Linked DNA regions of Rattus norvegicus: region 2 is linked to region 1. The links are chromatin contacts, called in public Hi-C maps. All regions are on one chromosome and are shown on one strand. The core of a region is the stretch at or near the end of the contact, and the rest is flanking DNA. Distances in the headings are between cores, read along the strand shown. Region 1 holds the start of Sirt4 (sirtuin 4). Region 2 holds the start of Triap1 (TP53 regulated inhibitor of apoptosis 1).

What was found. Hi-C and Micro-C count contacts between places; a contact is called where the count stands out from the background.
Region 2: a contact with region 1 is called in a Hi-C map of hepatocytes, with 2.4 times the contacts expected there. The contact joins the promoter of Triap1 here to the promoter of Sirt4 in region 1. A contact is called at or near these places in 1 of 12 Hi-C or Micro-C datasets (hepatocytes) and 1 of 1 datasets of contacts at active chromatin or transcription factors (oligodendrocytes).

What each region holds. Positions count from the first base shown.
Region 1 is chr12:46,790,252-46,793,442 of GRCr8, forward strand. Sirt4 (sirtuin 4) reads left to right here and starts at 1,679. Exons shown (of 5, transcript NM_001107147.2): 1 at 1,679-1,716; 2 at 3,044-3,191.
Region 2 is chr12:46,929,055-46,932,245 of GRCr8, forward strand. Triap1 (TP53 regulated inhibitor of apoptosis 1) reads right to left here and starts at 1,712. Exons shown (of 2, transcript NM_001126099.1): 1 at 1,532-1,712; 2 at 1-124. The coding sequence starts at 1,678. The coding sequence ends at 41. Gatc (glutamyl-tRNA amidotransferase subunit C) reads left to right here and starts at 1,766. Exons shown (of 3, transcript NM_001108339.1): 1 at 1,766-2,082. The coding sequence starts at 1,775.

The DNA.
Region 1 (3,191 bases), core at 429-2,928:
GATAACCAAAGCAAGACAACAATCTGCCCAGAGATTGGAGGCCCAGGGGAGTGTTGGGGATCCCCACATACCCCCTACTGTATTCCTTCTGAGACAGGATCTGACAGAATCTCGATAAACATGGAGCTCCAGTCCTTTCACCAGGCTGAGAGTAAGCCAGCCCCAGCCATCTGATTGCTCCCTGTCCTCCTTTGTGCTGGGAGGGCAATTTATGTGAGAGGTGGAATCCAGACCTATGTCCTCTTGCTTGGGCTGCAGTTCTGAACCTCGGGGCCATCTCTCTAGCACCCATGATCTATTGTTTTTTAGAATCAAAATAGTGTGTGTGCATGTGGGCCAAATACGAGCTGGTGCTCTCCTCCCACACTTGTGTGAGTCCCAGGGATCAGAGTTGTGCTGTCAAGCTGGTGGCAAGGGCCCCTGTCAATATTTAACCTATGGTAGGAAATTTAAGCACTGTGCAGTGGAAGGGAACATAGGTACTTAAGAGGAAATCAAGTCCAATCTGCCGACGTGGTGGCACACACTGTTAGCCCATGTTCTAGGGAGGCGGAGGTGGGAGAATCTCCATGAGTTCCAGGCCAGCCAAGGCTACGTAGTGAGAACCTGTCTCAAAAAATTAAAACAAAAACAGAAGTGGGGGGAGGGGGAGGACCAATTATTTATTATTAAAGGGGTCAGACTACACAGCGAAACCCTGTCTCAAAAAAACAAAAACAGAAAGGGTCTTTTGGGGAGCGGGTCGGGAGCTGGCTCACTGGTTAAGTGCATTGTTTGCAGAGGACTCAGATTCCGTCCCACATGGCAGTTCACAACCGGCTGCCACTCAAGTTCCAGGGGAGCTGACGCCCTCTTCTGGCCTTCTGGAGCTCCTGTATGCTTGTTGGCAAAAACATTAAAAAAAATTTTTTTTTTAAATCTATTTTAAAAAGCGTCTATGGTGGAGAAATGCCCACTAGTATGAACTCAGGCCTACCCTGGGCTAGGCTAACGTGCTACCACTGAGCTATATAGCCCCAGCCCTATTACAGTATTATTTAGAGACCGAGGTCTCACTAAATCACCCAGTCTGGTCTTGAACTCGTGATTCTTCCGCTTCAGCCTACTGAGTAGCAGAGATTGTTGTCCCCTGCTACCAGTGAAAGTTTCTTGAAGACAGCGAATTCCTAAATTAGGGCTGTTTGGATCCTATTTTGCACGCCGGGCATGGGGAATATTAACCACTTCTTTGCGGGCCATGGTGGCAGAGAAGCCTCTAATCCCAGGGTATGTGAGGTGGAGCCAGGAGGATCAGGAATTTGGAGTCGGACTAGGCTACGTGAGACCTTCTCTCCAGCAAGCAACACAACCCAGAAAAAACGAACGAACGAACGAACGAACGAACGAACGAACGAACGAACGAACGAACGAACGAACGAACGAACGAACGAACGAACGAACGAACGAACGAACGAACGAACGAACGAACGAACGAACGAACGAACACACAAAAACCTCAAAAGGCAATAACTGCCTCAGGTGTCAGCAGCACACCGGAAACCTAAACTGAGCTGAACAGGAAAGACAATCGGAAGACCGTGGTGGAGCGGCGTAGAACCTTGGCGTGGGAGACACGTAGGGTTCTGGGACTTGTAGTTTTTTCCGTTATATCGGGTTCGTGGACTACACTTCCCAAGATGCACATGTAAGAAGCTAGTCCCACTGTTGGGTGAGAAGGTAAGTGTTCAGATCCGGCTGTAGGTTTCCCGCTGAGCATTCTTACAAGGGATTCTATTTGTCCTCTTTTTTCTCGAGGGGACACGGAGGATTTGTCCCAGCAAAACCCGACGGTTTAGCCGTTCACATGTAGCTGGAGAATGTCATGGAGAAAGCAGAGTCCTGAGCTCATGGGTAGAAAAGGAAGCCAAGCCTAAAATGTGTGCCTGTCACTATATAACTCCTGCATTATATCAAAGACTGGTCAAAGGTTTGTCTTTACGACTAGAAAACCAGGAAAGTGTGTGTGCCTTGTCTTTTTCTGTATCCAAATAGCAGAATTTACAATGCAGGGTAAACAGTGATTACCTAGCGTCCCAGAGGTCCTGGTTTTGGTACCCAGCACCTTGTAGAAAAAAAAAAAAAATCAACAAACAAACCTGGAATATCAAATTCAAATATCAAATATCTCATGGAGGGAAAAAAAAATCCACCCGATTTAAACCAAGAAGAGTTATAGAACAAATAGTGCCTCGAGGAATAATATTAACAAAAATATAAATATTACTATGACATAAGTTTACATTAGTAACAGGTGAAGAACAATGGCCTATTAAAAGTTTGCTGAGGGGGTTGGGGATTTAGCTCAGTGGTAGAGCGCTTGCCTAGCAAGCGCAAGGCCCTGGGTTCGGTCCCCAGCTCCGAAAAAAAAGAAAAGAAAAGGAAAAAAAAAAAGTTTGCTGAGATGACTCAGCGGTTAAGAACACCCGCTGCTCTTCCAAATGTCCTGAGTTCAACTCTCAACAACCACACGGTGGCTCACAACCATCTACGATGAGTTCCAATGCCCTCTTCTGGGGTGCAGGTGTACATGTGGGTAGAGCATTCATATACACAAAAATAAACTTAAAAATTGTTTTGTTTTGTTTTTTAAGATTTATTCTTATTATATATAAGTACACTGTAGCTGTCTCCAGATACACCAGAAGAGGGCATCAGATCTCTTTACAGATGGCTGTGATCCACCATGTGGTTGCTGGGAATTGAACTCAGGACCTCTGGAAGAGCAGTCGGGTACTCTTAACCGCTGAGCCATCTCTCCAGCCCCCTTGTTTTTTTTTGTTTTTGTTTTTTTTTTTGTTTTGTTTTTCTTTTTTTTTTTTTCGGAGCTGGGGACCGAACCCAGGGCCTTGCGCTTCCTAGGTAAGTGCTCTACCACTGAGCTAAATCCCTAACCCCAAAAATTGTTTTAAGTATGTAATTTTTTAAAATTAAATTTTATTTTACGTGTTTGGGCATTTTACCCACACACTTACTTGGGCACCACTTTTCCTCCCGATGATTGCAGAGTCCAGAAGAGGGCCTGAAACTGGAATTAAAGATGGTCTTAAGCCACCACTGTAGGTGTTAATTGAACCCAGCACCTGGTCTTCTGGAAGAACTTTCTATTTTCCCAGTGCTACAATTCCAGGCATGGATTACCATGGCAAATTTTT
Region 2 (3,191 bases), core at 462-2,961, 140 kb after region 1:
GGCCCCTCAATTTACTGACTTCTTCCAAGTGACAGGCAGGTCAAGAGGAGTTTTCTGGCTTTTCTTTGCCATGGCCCATGAACTCCAGTCCTTCAATAGGAATCTCTTTCTCCTTGATTGCTTTCTGAAGGAGGAAGAAAATGTACTATAAGTCCACGGAAGCTTGCAGTCCATGTTTTGTAACTGAAGTATAATGGTACAGAGGTAAACCAGACTGAACTGGAATGGCTTGAAACCCACAATACAAGGGGCACCCTTTATTTGAGACAAGGTTTCATTGTGTAGCCCCGGGTAGTCTAGAACTCACATCTGCCTGCCTCTGAGTCATGGGATTAAAAGTGAGTACCTCTAGCACTGGTTTACCAAGCAGCACCGACGTGCAGACTGTCATGTAAGTCCTGTGTGGTATGCACGCCTGCTCTTGGGAAGGTCAGTTCAGGTACCTATCTCTATCTTAGTGACAGTGTTTAATATGAATCTCAGTTTAAGCGGCTATGTGACCTTGAGTCACCTTCACTGTCTGAGAACTGGCTAAAGGTAGCTTCTGGAATCCAGGGGATGGTTTTAGGTTAGAAGTGCTGATTTGAGGGCTGGAGGGATGGCTCAGTGGTTAAGAGCACTGACTGCTCTTCCAGAGGTCCTGAGTTCAATTCCCAGCAACCACATGGTGGCTCACAACCATCTCTAATAGGATCCGATGTCCTCTTCTGGTGTGTCTGAAAACAGCTTCAATGTACTCATATAAATAAAAATAAATAAATCTTTAAAAAAAAAAAGTGCTGGCCTGAAATCAAACCTTATTGGTACAACAGGTGGAGGAAAAACAGAGCAACGAAGAGATCGTAACAAAACGGGACCTCTGCAATTCCTTAGCAGTCTAAAACATACGGTAAACACATCCACTCTTAACAGTGAAATGACACCACCAAAATAATCGAGGTCACCAGACTCCAGTGCCTTTGAACAATCACTTCCTATTTCTGAGTACGAGTTTTTCCATGTGTAAAGTATAGATAACAGAACGTCTTGTCACCAAGCCTGGTGTCCTGAACTTTATCCCCAGAACCCACATAAATGTGAAAGGAGAAAACTGACTCCGTTAGTTGTCTCCGACATTATCCCGGACGGGAACACATATCCCGGACGGGAACACATACATTTTTTTCCGCCCAGAGACGGAGTTTTTCCGTGTAGTCCTGGCTGTCGTGGAACTCAACTCTGTAAACCAGGGTGGCCTCTTACTCAAGAGACCCGCCTGCCTCTGCCTCCTGTGTGCTAGGATATTAAAGGTGTGCGCGATCACCGCCCCGGCCACGGCAATTTTTAAAGATACGAATAATTATGACTACTTGCAAGGTTGGAATAAGTACCAAACAAATGAGCAACAACAACAAAATACTAATGTACTATGTAAAAAGCAAAGCACCGCGAAAACATCCCAGTGTATCAAGCGGCGACACCCAAGCAATTTCGGTGGGATGGCGGAGAAGAGGGCTGCTGCAGCCCTGCGGCTGGTCCGGGCGAAGCTCACCTGGACACACTGTTGGTAGCGTTTGAAGAGGTCGGTGCACGGGTCCCCCGAGCCGTCTCCTTTGAGAAACTTCTCAGCAAACCAGCGGTTAAAGCATTGGTCGTACTCGCGCTTCATGTCAGTGCAAGCCTCCCCGACGCTGTTCATGGCGACCGCAGCTGCAGTGACGGCGACGCACTCTAATGTCGTCACGCGCGCGCACGTCGCCCCACCGTTTGTCGCTACGGAGGCCGAGAAGCAAAGATGTGGGCACAGGCGGCGAGGGTGCAATTTCGGGCTCCTCTGGACCGGGGCCGAAGTTTTGCTTCCAAAGTGGGTCCACGCGGAAAGGTCCAGGCGGCGGACCCGAAGACCCAGGCTCCACGCCTAGTCCCGGAGGGCACCGATCGCGTGTCCGCCGCGGTAGTCGAGCATCTGGAGCGGCTGGCACTGGTGAACTTCAGCAGCCGCGAGGCGGTGGACCGGCTAGAGAAAGCCGTGGCCTTTGCCGACCAGCTGCACGCCGTGGACACCGACGGGGTGGAGCCCCTGGAGTCGGTTCTGGAGGACAGGTAAGCTCCCGGCTGCGGCCTCGGCGTCTTGACTCGGGCACCTTGGAGGCTGTTTCAGATTCTTTGCATAATTGGAAATTTGTCAGGTCACCGCGAGGATGGCTTCACTCTTCCCCTAGTTCATTATAGATCCTGTCACTCCCGTTTAGAATCCTCTAGTCTTCCCAGTCTCGATGTAAATAGGAACAAAGTCCGAAAATCCCCTACTTCATAGAGCCCCTACCACCCTCTCGGGTGTACTGTTCCTTCAGGACCCGCCTCCAGCCTGTACCGGCTTACTAACCACGTTCATTCCCTCTAAGGTGTTTTCACTTGCCTACCTGAGCATCAGATTAAATAGCTGAAGAAATATATATATATATTTACACATATATACATATATATATTTATATATATATACATACATACATACATATACATATATGTATGTACGTATGTATCTTCAAATCAGTTTTATGCTAATATGGGACATCCAAATAACAAGTTATGCTTCACCTGTTTTTGGAGATAGAATCTGGCTGTTTCATCAGTGCTAATTATAAGCCTGTATTACCCACGTAGCATCAGTTTCAGGAAATCGGTGAAATGCTTTGCGAAGTTTAAATCGTGTTAGTCACCTGTTCTTCTCACCTTCCAGTCTGATTCCTTCCGGTCTTTGATCTGATGCTCAGATGCAGAGAAGTTATCACTATTTGCCTAACATTACCCCGCACCTCATTACCCAGTACTTCGCAGCGGTTGACCTGATGTCATTTCCCCATCCAAGATCTTCAGAAGATGTGGCACTGCTCCTGAAGCCAAAAAAAGTTTGCTTGAGGCCTGCAGGCTCTTGGTTGTCAGTCTCTGCCCATCTCTCCAAGCCAGCACTGTCATGCTTTCAGCTTCCAGAGTTCTCCCTCCGTTACTTTTTTCCCCACAATTTTCAGTCCTTGCTTTTACCAGCTCCTTATCCCACCTACTTTTCTCCTACTAATTCTCCTTTCTTTTTTTTTTTTTTGGTTCTTTTTTTCGGAGCTGGGGACCTAACCCAGGGCCTTGCGCTTCCTAGGTAAGCGCTCTACCACTGAGCTAAATCCCCAGCCCCGGATTTTTTTTTTAATGTCTAGCAC